Regions from separate parts of the Drosophila melanogaster genome. Here region 2 is linked to region 1. Evidence: chromatin contacts called from public Hi-C data. All regions are on one chromosome and are shown on one strand. Each heading gives the region's core, a stretch centred on a gene start, on an enhancer-like site or on the middle of the called end of the contact. The rest is flanking DNA. Distances are from core to core; before and after follow the strand shown.

Region 1 (6,725 bases), core at 4,071-6,570:
AAATATAATATATCCTTCGATATTCCTGAAATTACCCGTATTTTTATAGCAATCTTACGATTTTAAATTTGTTTTAGAAATTTACTTGTAAATTACATTACTAAATTTGGTATAACAATAAATAATCTTCCGTTCAAAAAATTCCAGACAACTTCAAAAACGTATAATTTAGACTACAGCTTTTTAAGAAAATTTGTATAAAATTTCAACAAGAAAAAAAATTAATAATAGGCGCAAGCAAAGCCTAAATTGAATTTTTTAAAGTTATTTTTTTTAATTAAGCATCAAATTTTAGATTTTTTTAAAAAATTTAAAACGAATAAGTCAGTAAATAAATATTTTTTGTATCGGTGAAAATAAAAATGGAATTATAATATATTCATTATTATAAATGATAAATATTTATAAGTGTTAAAGACCTTATATAGTATATAATCTGGTAATGTTCGTCCGTCTGTTCGTATGAACGAAGTGAAATCAAGAATTATTACAAGCTAGAAGTTTAAAATTAAGCATACTTATTATAAAAACGGAAATTTTTTTGGAAGATGTCCCACAAACATCCCAAATCAGTTATTCTAACAGTTTTGAAAGAGGTTTTAATTAATTTTCATTTTATAAATTACCAATTCCATCAAATGCCAAAAATCTATTGGCAGTACACACATTTTGACCCCCACAATCCGCAAATTGCTGTCACGCCCACAATTTTTTTTTTTTATTTTAATAGAATTTTAAATTTATGTAGTTTGAAAACTTTTTTTTACCCTTCATTTAAATGTTTAGCAATTGTTAGTTGTAAGTTATCTAATGGATATTAGCTGCCTATCTATAAGTATCTCCGTTGTACAAAAAGTTACACAATTGGTTGAAATTTGCATTTGTACATTTATTTTTGTTTTATCGGTTTAGTGGGTTTTGCTTTGTACATGTGTAAAAGTAAAATATTTAACACAAATATTCATCTGCCTTTGTTGGTCACGTCACGTTGTCCAGTCTCCAGATTCAGCTGCGTCCCTTGGAACGGCGTGAGCTGCGCTCCCTTCGCGAACGATCACGGGATCCATCGTCACGCTCTCTTTTACGCTCCCGTTGTCCCTTCAGATCACGATCCCTATCCCGTTCCCGCTCCTTGGCACGACTGCGTTCCTTTTCGCGATCTGACCTCTCTCCACGATCTGATCTCTCTCCACGATCTGATCTCTCTCCACGGTCTGATCTCTCTCCACGGTCTGATCTTTCTCCGCGGTCCGATCTCTCTCCACGATCTGATCTCTCGTTTCTGGAGGAACGGTCACCACGACGACTGTCTTTTTCACTGCGACTACTCTCCATCCGCTTTTCGCGAGGAGCGGAGTTCTCTCTTATTGTTGGTCTTTCATAAGATCGTGATCGATCCCGTTTTCGTTGTCTATCGTGGGCAACTGCATTTCGGTTCTTCCGTTCTTTATCGTATGAACTCTCTCGGTTTCTTTCTCTGTCGTATGAAGAATTCCCCCGCTTTCGTTCTCTATCGTACGAAGAATTTCCCCTGTTTCTTTCTCTGTCGTACGAAGAATTCTCCCGGTTTCGTTCTCTGCCAGTTGAGTTATCTCTGCGCCTCTGGCCATTTCCATTCGGCTGAAAGCGATTTTTGGATCCAGGACCTTCCAAATTAAACTCATCACTATCTTGGGTCCTTCCTCGGAACTTATTTTTTTCGACATGCTCCTGGCGCTTGATCTTCGCCTGAGGCTCAGCGTCACTTTCATCGCTGGAAGAATTCGATGAGTCGGATGATTCGGAGGTGGACTTATCGCTGTCTTCGCTGCCACTGGAATCCGAGCTCTCTTGACTTTTTCTTCTGTGCTTTGATTTCTTCTTGGCAGCCTTCTTTTCCTCCTTCTTACGCTTTTTATCCTTCTCCTTTTCCTTTTTGCTCTTTCTTTGCTTCTCTTTTTCTTTTTCTTGTTCCTTTTCCGCCTTCTTCTTCTTCTTTTTGTTCTTGGTCTTTTTCGACTTCTCTTTAGTCGCTTTCTTAGATTTCTTTTTATCCTTGTCCTTGCGTTTGCGTTTCTTTTTGGGTTCCGAGCTAGAATCGGAGCTTGAAGATTCACTAGAAGAGTCGGAACTGCTGTCCTCTTCACTGGAGTCTTCGCTGTCCGTGTCCGAAGACGACGATGACGAGGAGGACGAAGATGGGGCCACCTTGGTGTTTCCAGCGGGTGCAGAGCCATCTCTGAAAGGATTCCCCCCGGCATTGGCCAGAATTTCAGCATTTATTGCGGGCACAGATTTGGGGGCGTTTTTTAGGAATCTTCTCAAATCGTCGGTGAGACCACCCAAACCAATCGAGGTGAAAAAGTTAATGGAGAAGCGGGTATTCCGTGGATTATCCTTGGGAAACAAACCAGCTATGCTCTCTACCAAAACATCATCCTTCAGCTTGGCATTCAGTTTGCCCAGTCCCATATACTCAGCTAGCTCCTGGAACAGGATTTTTATGAAAATGCGGCTCGATGACGTGGTATCATCCTCGTTCAGTTGGATGCACTCCAGCACATCCCAACTAATGGCGTCCGTAAACAGGAGATGGGCGAAGAACTTGCTGACGTTTCGCAAACGATTTGTGTCCAATCTGTGGGTGGTTTGATAGGTGTCCTTAAAAATCTCCTCGAAGGGCGGTATGTAGATCTTATTGATGTTGCAGAACCGCTGCGCCAGCAGTCCGTAGAACTTCTCGTATGTTCTCTGTTCCGCACAGCAATCGAGAAACATGTGACAGAGCTCGATTTCTTGTCCGGGTTTCAGTTGCATTTTCATCAGTTTATGAGCACACTCCTCATAATCCAAACTGGAGTTGATTGTTAAGTAAATTGTGCGTCGCAGGGCAATCAGATTGGTTTCAGTGCTGTCAATGATGTCGCCAGCCTCGGCTTTCTTTTCCGCATCGGATCCGGATTCTCCATCCGAATCACTATCCGAATCTGATCCGGAGCCCGAGCCTGAACTACTGCCATCGTCGCTTCCCAGGATCTCACGACTTAGGCCTTTGTATTTGTCCTCATTTTCGGCATAATTGTCGTCAAATTTAAAAACATCTATAAAGAAACGTAAAAATTATTAGAGTTCAATACAAACTAAACCTTTCGTAGATAAACTCACTTAGTATATCTTCCGTTTCGGTGGCTTCATCCAGCATCATCAGATGTGTGAACTGATCGTCCTCCTCAACGAGCTCCAGTTCCGGAACAACAGCCTGATGATCCTTAAAGCCATCCTTTCGAATCTGAAACAGCACCTCAATCATGTACTGTACACGCTTGTCCAACTTTCCCTCGTGCAGAATGTTTCTCAGCATCTCGAAGATGGCCCCAATGCCTTTAGACGAAACCTCAGTCAGTTTCATACCACACTCTTTCAGAAAAGCGATGGCTACCTCTACAGAATCGTCCGTTGGCGTTTCCACCAGCAGGGTAAGGATTTCTAGTGCCAGAATCTCATGTGCCACCCTCTGGTTAACCAAATGGCCAATGAATCGAGTGGCCGACATGCAAACCATCTTATCATTGCGTCGGAACGCCCTACGAAATTGGATGACCAGACGTTTGAGGAGGAGCTCTCCTATGTTCGGAAACTTTGAATTTATAATGCTCACCAGAGCGGCGTATACATGGGTGAATGTGGGCGAAGCAGCCTGGGCTTGGATGATGCTCCTGCTTAGTAAGCCCCTTCCCCTCACGATATTCTCTCTTAGAAGCTCTCTGGTGATGATGGCTATATTTGTTACATTCACTTTGTTTATGTAACCATGGATCGATTTCTTGAGAGCCTCCCAAGCAATTCTCTGATAGGCAGCGGATGATTTGTCCGTGATCTGTGACTGCATCATGCGCAGCTTCGCCGGCGGAATATAGGCTCCTCCAGTCCGAGATGTCAGCACATCGACGGTCTTTCGTTGGCGCTCAGTTATTTTGGCTGCCGGTTCGGTTACGGTTTCATTGTCTGCATTAGTTTCGGTGGTTTCGGTGTGGCGTGGGGTCTTTGAGGATTTGGATTTCGGAGTGGAGGAGGATCGATCTCTTTTGCGTTCTGGCGACCTCTTCTTTTCCCTCGAATCATCTCTACGCCTGCTGCTGGTTGGTTCGCCCTTTTGATGGCGCTTTTCTCGCTCCTTGGCTCGCTCTTCATCGCGTTTATCTCGCTCCTCATGACGTCTCTGTCGCTCAACGCGTCTTCTCTCCAAAGAATTGGATCTGCGGCGGATTGGACTTTTACTGCGACTCCGGGTCCTGCTGCCTTTGCTTCTCGAGCGACGACGACGACGGCTGCTGGGTGATGGACTCCTGCTGGATGAGCGTGGGCGTCGTCGTTTGCCATCCGGGCTGCGGCTTTGTTTTCGTTGGGTTTCTTTGGGTGGACTCTTAGATGCGACAGCTTTCTTTTCCTCTTTAGTCGGTAGGTCATCTTCGTCTTTCTAAAAAATGAAAATTTATCATATCATGATGATGAAAAAACTAGCTGATAAATGATTGTGTTGAATTAATTTCATTAATTAAATAATTTGAATTTCATTGATGACGAAATAGTAAAGCGGCTTAATACCGAATTCTACCCAAACATGATGACTTACGTCGGTTATCTCGCCCTCTTCGATGTGGTCCGCAGTGGGAGGTTTCACTGTTTCAGCTGCTGCTTCCACCGGCGATTCCTTGCTACTTCCATTGGTGGTCACTGGCTGCTCTTCATCCTTCCTCCGCTCTTCTAATTCCCGTGCAGCGTTTTCCTCTTGGGCCTTCGGGCTGTTCAGCTCTTTCGTCACACTTGAGGCTTCTGCTTCCTCTTTCCGCTGGACAGGTGTTTCAACTTTTTTCGCTTCATTTAATTTCTCGCTTTCCGCCTCCGCAGCTGCTACTGCTTCTTCTTGCTGCTTTTCCACGCCAGCAGAATGGGAAATGTGCTGGCGCTCCGAACGAGGCTCAGCCGCAGGAGTTTTCTTCTGCTCAGTGGGCTGCTCATCCTGTCCAGCATCCCTCTCCTTGGCACGCTTCTCCCCCCTATCCGTATCGTCAGTTTTCTTGGCATCTTTGGCGGATTCCTCCTGCTTTGCTTCCTCTTCCTCGCGCCCGCTGCTTTCGGAGGACGAGGACTCGCTCCTGGCGTCGCTGTCGCTGCCACTGGAAGTGTCGCTGCTGCTGGAATTGCTGCTCGAATCGCTCTCGGCATCGCTTTCCCCCATCGCGCGTTTATTTCGAGAAATTTTCAGGGAAAACAACGATGAAAATTATTGGGCAGCAAAAAACACAACGCGGCGATAGAATTAGAGATGGGACACCAGTGGCGACGGTATCGATATACACATGTGTTTGACTGCTAAATCGTATCGAAATTGTAGTTTCGATAGTCAGCTATAGAAATGCTAAATGTGTTTTTTAAATTGAACTGAAAATTTAAATTCAAGTTCCACATTAGAAAAAATGATATTTTAAAATTAATTTTATAATATGGCACTATCGTAAATTTTATAGCACAGCGAACCTCAATATTTAAGGGCAACGATTTTTTTACGACTAAAACAGTGTAATATATTTGTTATAACATATTTGGTTCATTGCACTGCAGAAATTTCGAATATCAGCTCGAAAATGGAACAAGGATATGGAACAAGAACATTAAATTTGAAACGAAACTTTTTTTTTTTAGCGATTTTTGGGCTCCAAAACGGGCAATCGTGTTTTACAACATCATGCGTGCTTCCAATTAATTTTAGGATCTGTCTTAAGGGAATGAATTGAACCATTATTTTATTGAAAATTAAAAATGATAGCTTCATCTTGAAAATAGTAAAAAAGATCCTTTATCGCTCAGTTGAATCCCCTAGAAAAATAACTGGCGCACTTTCGCAACAAAACAACTAAATTTATTTTAGTTTACAAATTGTTTATCCATAGTAAATACTTTAAAAATAAGCTTTAATCACGACGGCCTACACTAAACAAGGACCTTTTGCAGAAACCTCTAGGCCTTGCTGTCCGGTTTGGGTGGAACAGTTTCCGGTACCGATGGCGACACGTCGTCGTCGCTGGAGGATGAAGAGGAGGACGAGCTGGAGTCGTCGGCCTTCGTCCGCTTCTCGGGGATCGTGTAGGGGAACTTCTGGGATTTCTCCTCCACCGCCTGTTTCAGACGCAGCAGAGCTGTCCTGTTGATGTTTTCCAAGGATACGTCCTTAATGGCATTGGCCAAGACAACCATGGCCTTGTCGGAGTTGCCCTTGGTAGTCTGGATGTCAATGAGGCAGGAGTACGCGTTTCCGATCGCGCCCTCGGAGATTTTGCTGTTCTTCAGCTGGGAAATGACTGTGGAGGCGAGCTTCTCGTCCTGCTGCTCGCGAGCCGTCTGCAAAACGCGCTGGAACATCAGCCTTGGGGCATTGGACAGGTGCTTATCCCAAATCTCCTTAGAAGCCGCCTCCTGGCCAGTGGAAATCAAATGCATCCACAGGACATTCATGGGTCCTAGTTGATTGTGAGCAGCAAACTTCTCAGCGAGGGATTGATCTGAAAATTATCAGAAAAATTTATAGTTTTAACACTTGTTTAATAGGCATTTCTGGGACCTACATTGCGGCACCAATTCCGGGTGTTTTTCCAAAATGCCAACTGCTCCTCCGCGTGGGAACTTCTCAGCCAGCTTGGTTGACTCCTCGGGAGTTTTGGCCGCATCGATTTCTGTGGTCAAGTGCT
Region 2 (6,591 bases), core at 1,201-3,700, 230 kb after region 1:
TGATGTAGTCAGTTCAGCTCTTCACTTTAATAAATTAGATAAATCTAGAGAACAAAAAGCTTACAATCTAGAAGAGCCATCTATTTGAGGACAGGTTTCGTCTGGAAGCCAAACATGCTGAGCTTGGTTTGATTCTGGCTCACGGCACCCAGTTTTCCATTCGTCCTAGATTTAGGAGTGCCCTTCTTGGCAGTGGAGGGTTTACTCAGCCCCACTCTTCGTTTGCTGGTTGGCAAAAAGTTCTGGCGTTGCTGGCTGGAGGATGAGGTAGATGATGCTCTCTGATCCGAGCTACAGCTGTCGTCCGATAGCAGAATGATGGCATCATTATTGTTCCTGTCGGATTCCTGAGTGGGTTCCGGAGAGTTTTCCAGAAGTAAATCCAGTGACTTAATGCGAATAGTTGTTGAATTGGTATTGCCTTCAGTTGGTATTTGGGGTTGAGAGTTGTTGAGATCTTCTTGGGATTCTAAAGGCGAAGGAACACCTTTATCTTGTGATTCCAAAAGAGAAGAGGCTGTGGTATCTGTATCTGTTTCACCGTCACTGATTTGTGAACTACAACGTTGTCTTATTGGGTTCTTCCCTGGAATGTCTTTACATACTAGTCTTAGTTTCTTATGGCCTGAGTGAGAGCTCAGCTTCTGCTCATCCATATCGTCATTTTCCGTATCTCTTAAGTGCTCCCTTTGAAGCCTTGTCTGTTCATCCTGCGTGGCGAAGAAGCGACTTCGGATCTGAACTTGTTCCTTGGCGAATATGCTTCTTTTAAGCGAATCAACCTTTTTTACACCAGCTTCTCCATCCAACGGACTTGCCTTTTTCGGACTAAGCAAACGCAGCAAAGAGGCATTCTCACAAACTACTGGGGATCGCTGATTAGCTTCTTCTCCAGTCCTTTCCTTGGCAAATGGATTGTGCCGACTTTTGTGCACCGGCGACGGAGGAGGTGTACGTTCTTGATCTACAGAATCTTCCCTGCTCGGACTTCTCCTCCTTTTGGCTTTGAAACTGTACATGTTAAACAACTCGGCCTCCGTTTGTTTAGCCTGTTCCAGTCGCTGATTAGCTTCGATTTCCTCGTTTAGAGTTTTGCCCACAAAATCCACTTTTTTGAAGAACAAGGCACACGGATTTTCTTTCTTCGGCGTGTGAGTGTTTTCGCTTTGAAAATTCGTTTGCCAAATACTTTTGTGCTTGGATCGTTTCACGTTCTTCGGCGTTGGCCATGCCTTTTCCGGTGTCCAAGAGTCCAGTCGCTTCATAGAGAAGGGGTTCAAGTTGCCTAGGGCCAAGTGCAAAGCCTGCTCGCTATCCTCCAGCAAGGTGCCAGCATTGCTGCAGTAGCGCTCATCAGTTTCATAATCTTCGAGGGCACACAACCGCTGCATGCGACGCTCTAGCGGGTTGTAGATAAACATGTGCCTGAAGGTGGCCTCCGCTTTCATGAAGTTTTCAATATAGTCGTCATCTACCTGGATTAAAGGATTATTAGTCTTACAATTCAGACCTAACCGCAAGTTAACTTACCTCAAGATTGCGCATATTGAGGTAACTTGGAATCTTTTTTAATGCTATTCGCATGTCTTCCTGTTCCGTTTTTAGTATAAATTTGCACGCCTTGGCCAGTCCGATGCCAGGCAGTGAGTCCAGGTAATCACAGCCGGATAGGATGCACATGCGCCGGAACTTGTCAAAGTGGTACTTCTCCTCCGTGCAGCCCATGGCCAGGTGAAGTTTTTCCGCCTCCACCAGCAGGCCGCTGCCGTTGAGGTCCAGCTTGAATATGATGTTCTTGGCTCCAAAAAGCGTTAAGTCCGAGTCCTCGGTGATGATGTACTGGGCCACATCTGCTCTATTCAGCCAGGCCATTTGGGCATCGGCCTCGTAGGGCGCCACAATGCAGTCAACATTCCGGCTCCGGCATTCCCGGATCAACCGCAACGCCATGTCGTGGGTGACATCCACGCAGCGTCGCATATGGGATCGGGCCTCCTCGATGCGACCCAATCGAAGGAGTTCCGCCGCCCGCTCTTTGCTCTGCTTCCTGGAGTCCCTTCTCCGCTTTTCGGTCAAAGCCTTGGCCGGCAAGTGCTGCCCATCGAAGACCAGAATGGGCTTGATGTCGTAGGACAGCAGCATGTTCACATACTTCAAGCAGTATTGTATATAAACATCCGTATCCTCGCCGCGGGCCAACTTCTCCGCACAGCCGAAGACTCCCTTGTGTAGCCAGCAATATGTGTCCACGGCCACTGTGCTGCCGCGAATGTCTTTTAGATGCAGCTGCGAGGAGGCCTTGCCCACGAAGGGAATTAGGCCGGTAATGCCCATGGTTAGGACCAACAACAATAACACATATAAAAACGAAATAAACAATTAATAAAATTGCGGATCTTAGCGCCAAAATTGCCAATGCATCAGTGTGACCAAAGTGCGATGCTATAAAAAAAATTCGAATTGCCATTCACATGGAACGCATATGTCTATCATTATCCAACACTTGGATTTTAAAAATAATTCAATATTTCTAACAGATATTATTTTGTATTTTTATGAATGTGGCGCTTTGTTATGCCTCATTTTTTATTTACTCCTTAAGATAAGTAATTTCCTATTGAATACATTTCCGTATTGCAGTAATGTTAAGAACCCCCTCATTGTAACCCACTGTCCACACGGATACGTCCTGAAAATCCTCAACTCACTGGACTCTAAGAAAGAGGACTTCGTGGATGCCCAAAACCAGATGCTGCTTTACTTGGGTAAGAATTGCTAGCCAAATCATCAGCAAATTGACAATGCAATCGTATTCCCTAGGAAAACACAGTGTGAAATGCCCACGACCAGTAGCCAATGCAACAGGAAAGTATTACTCTGTGGAACGGCTGAATGGGAATTCGAATGTGGTGCGACTGCTGGAATTTATACCGGGAGAAATCTTCCACCAGGTGCCGGTGACGAAGCACCTGCTCTACCGCAGCGGCGAATACTTGGCCAGGTTGGATCGAGCCCTCAAGAACTTCACCCACCAGGCATATGAAAGCCACAAGACCTTGTGGATGCTTCAGAGTGTTCCCGAGCTTAGGCAATTCCTGTACGTGGTGAAGGATCAGGAGCAGCGGCTTATCTGCGACGAGGTGATCGATGCCTTTGAAGCCAAGGTTCTGAGCCAACTGCCATCCATGGAGCACCAGATCATCCATGGGGACTTCAACGAACAAAATATAGTGGTGGAGCAGGTGCCCAATCAAACTGAATATACCATCAAGGGAGTTATTGATTTCGGTGATACGAGCAAATCGCCACTGATCTTCGAAATTGGAATTGCCCTCACTTATATGATACTGCAGGCCAACGATTTGGCCAATGGTGGCATATTTCTGTCCGGTTATACCAGTCTGAACCCAATTGAGAATTCCGAGCTGGCCCTTCTCAAGTACTGTGTTACTGCCCGATTTGTTCAGAGCCTGGTAATGGGACTCTACACCCACACGCTGCATCCCACAAATGAGTACCTCCTGGTGACCCAGGAAAAGGGATGGAAGCTCCTTCAGAAGCTGTGGCGCGAGAGCTTTGACGATATTGATGAGCTGTGGGCAAGCACTGGACACCAGTACTTGACGCAGAGCAATAAATAATATAAAATTCCGTTAGGCTTTTCCGTTTTTTAAAGGTATTTTAACTGATTTTCAATCCAGCTATTCTGGTTGTTGAAGATTTTGTATGTTATGTTTTCCATTAGGTAACGAGGGTCAGATAAAATTGTCACAGCCAATATATAGAGTATAATGAAGCATTTTCTAAGATATTAAATACATTTGCAATTAGCCCCTAAACAAGTTTATATCGAGATGATCGCAAACAAAAAGACATCTAAGGAAACCAGAAGCAAGCGATGCCAGGTCATTGGAAAATCAATTGAGGCCTGTTAAATAAACCCATTGTCAATTATTAGAATTTCATTTACATATCACCTGTGCAAAATAAGTTGCAAGTCCAAGTATTGATTGCATTTCGTTGCTTTACAATTTACTTTATCCTGTATATTATTATCGTTATCTTTACAATAAAACTTGTTAAACAAATACAAATACATTGTATGTAGTACATTTATTCTTACAGTAGGTGAGTTTGTTTAGGGCTCTACAATGGTGGCAATTAATTTCGAATTGATTTTTAGTTGAAGCTTCAGTAAATTGAACTATTTAACGCTAATTACATTGAATGGTGTAAAATGGTGTTGAACGAAGTTCATCCACCCTCCGCTCCTCCTTTTCCTGGACAATGTACATCGTATCGTATTTACTTTGTTACATTATAATTATCTCTATGCGTTTGGGTACAGTGCCTACTTAACGCTATATTACAAGTAACCGACTTTACACCTATCGAAATGTACAAAAATAAGACGCCACTCGAAAGCGAGCTGGTGATTTGATTTCTCCGGACGTTGGCAGGCTCCATATCATTGCGACAGAAAGTCAAACAGAAGAAGTGTTAAACGAAACAATATTTAGCCAAAAATACATGGTGCCCATAAGGCCAAACGGGTGTGCAGTTCGGGAATCAGTTTTATATTTATTCTTCAAATCTAGTTTTCATCTTAACGGCCTTTCTTGTTCGATACAACATAAAACAAGTTTAATGAAGTTAATAAAATAAAACAATAGATCCAATGTATAATTTGATTACTCGAAGCAGACAACCACTCGCACTCAATTTTTACACAATCAAATCCTAAAAAAAAAGACAAATTATCAGAGATATACCTGAGTAACTCTTTGCAACACACACGTTGTCTGCATTCGAGAATCGACAGATATAACAGTATAAACAAAGACAAAAAAAATGGTTATAAGGGCTAAAGAAAAAAAATATTTAAAAATATAAGTCTACGAATTTCATTGTTTTTCTCCAAAAAAATGCCCAATATAACTTATGTGAATATCTTTCGTGTTCTTATCACTTTAGTGCGGGCGATTTTAAAGGTGATAAAGCTGAGATGAGTTAACCAATCTAACTAAGCGACTGGTTTGAATTACATGCTGTGTGGGACTAAGTAATTTACGTACATTGGAAACAAGCAAGGGTGAAACTCTTTTCAATTGCAAGACGTTAACTAAAAACTAATCATTTCCAGACCAGGCGACGAACATTTGGATTCATTTACATCTAATATAAGATCGAATTATTTATATTTCAAGGAAATAAATATGATAACAATTTAATAGAAAAATGTTTGAATAGGACAGCTCAATTTACTTGCCTTTTAAGATCTCTCATCGCATAAGAAACGACAAAACTTTGACATAAATTTATAGATTCTATAACAAAGAATTTCTAATGTTCCAGAATTCAGCGTTCCGTTCATTTTATTACACAAATAAAAACGGACAGTTGAGGAACCATATATACAATAAACATCGTCTGCTCTGGATTATTTGACTTCTAGACGATCTGTGGTAATCGTTACTGTTAACTCTGGTGCTTTCACGTTAAGCTTAAGAAATAATTCATGATTTAAAACTGAAAATCATTAGTATGTCAAACGCAACGACTTCCCCCAACCGACAGTCTTCTGCTTAGCTCCAGTATCAGATCCCCCAGGCGTTTCCTGGCTAACGATTCTTCTGGCGCTTGCGTCGCTTGGGAAACACGTAGGAGGAGTGATTTTCTTGATGCCTCGCCTCGGCAGCAGTGGTGGGTATTTTTTTGCTAGCCAACGTTGCCACCGGCTCAGCCAGTGCCTTGGACCTGGCTATGGAGGTTGGCGCTTCGATTGCATCCACCCAAGGCACACCGAAATCATCCCGCGCCTCCATGTTGACCACGTTTTCGCCGAATGCCTGAACTGTCACCTCGTTGACGAATTGGATGGCCTCTATGTCCTCGGGCAGCGGGTAGAAAGTGGAGGCGCGCAGAGGATCCAGCGCAACCAACACCTCGTCTTGGTTCCGTCGCATCCGAAGCTGTTCAAGCCGTATCTGCTCCTTCATATAACGTGCATCCCTACACTTTCGATCGACCTCATCCTTCACATATTTCTGGTGCCGGCGCTCGAAGGTCGCATCGCTCAGTAATTCTGTGTCAATTTTATCCGAACTGGGTGGCACTGGGACATCCCGCCACTTGGGTATCTCCAGACTAGGGTTATCCGCCAGCAGCTCGTCGGCCTCCTCCAGGAAGAACTCGTTGTCACAGTGGAACTCCTGATCCTCCCACGTTCTCGTGCTGTACGGAAACGTGGCAGTGCGGAATCTGGACTGCAGTTTTCCCGATCTCGCCGTTGCCTTGCTGTACGTGTGGGGTGAACAGTTGTTTAGCGTTTTTCGGATAGTCGAAGTGGTGCTGCTAACACTGCTATTAGATTGAGGTGTCAGAGGAGTTGCTATTTGTTCAGCTGCCTTGGATTTCGATTTTGCTGCAGATATTTCCTGGTCCATTGAGGATGTAACCGCATGCTGTGGCGTTGAGCCAGGCGTTGGTGTCGTTGACGGCGTAGGCGCTGGGGTTATTGTTGTTGAGGATACTGGTGCACTGGGTGGTGGATATATTAGATTTGTGGCGACTCTCTCTCTTATTTTCTTG

The links. A called contact is a pair of places that touch in the nucleus more often than the background predicts.
Region 2: a Hi-C map of the Kc167 cell line shows a contact between it and region 1, with 2.9 times the contacts expected there. The contact joins the promoter of tos here to the promoter of ncm in region 1. A contact is called at or near these places in 41 of 107 Hi-C or Micro-C datasets (the Clone 8 cell line, the D17-c3 cell line, the Kc167 cell line and 13 more) and 1 of 6 datasets of contacts at active chromatin or transcription factors (the Kc167 cell line).

Annotation. Positions count from the first base shown.
Region 1 is chr2L:18,443,637-18,450,361 of dm6, forward strand. It overlaps ncm (nucampholin), which reads right to left and starts at 5,321. Exons shown (of 3, transcript NM_136033.3): 1 at 4,613-5,321; 2 at 3,145-4,456; 3 at 871-3,080. The coding sequence starts at 5,218. The coding sequence ends at 1,006. It overlaps bsf (bicoid stability factor), which reads right to left. Exons shown (of 5, transcript NM_078872.5): 4 at 6,603-6,725; 5 at 5,881-6,539. The coding sequence ends at 5,998.
Region 2 is chr2L:18,679,625-18,686,215 of dm6, forward strand. tos (tosca) reads right to left here and starts at 2,451. Exons shown (of 2, transcript NM_057797.4): 1 at 1,531-2,451; 2 at 7-1,475. The coding sequence starts at 2,334. The coding sequence ends at 81. It overlaps CG31751, which reads left to right. Exons shown (of 4, transcript NM_165260.2): 3 at 2,641-2,765; 4 at 2,821-4,091. The coding sequence ends at 3,641. It overlaps msl-1 (male-specific lethal 1), which reads right to left. Exons shown (of 2, transcript NM_057548.4): 2 at 4,096-6,591. The coding sequence ends at 5,622.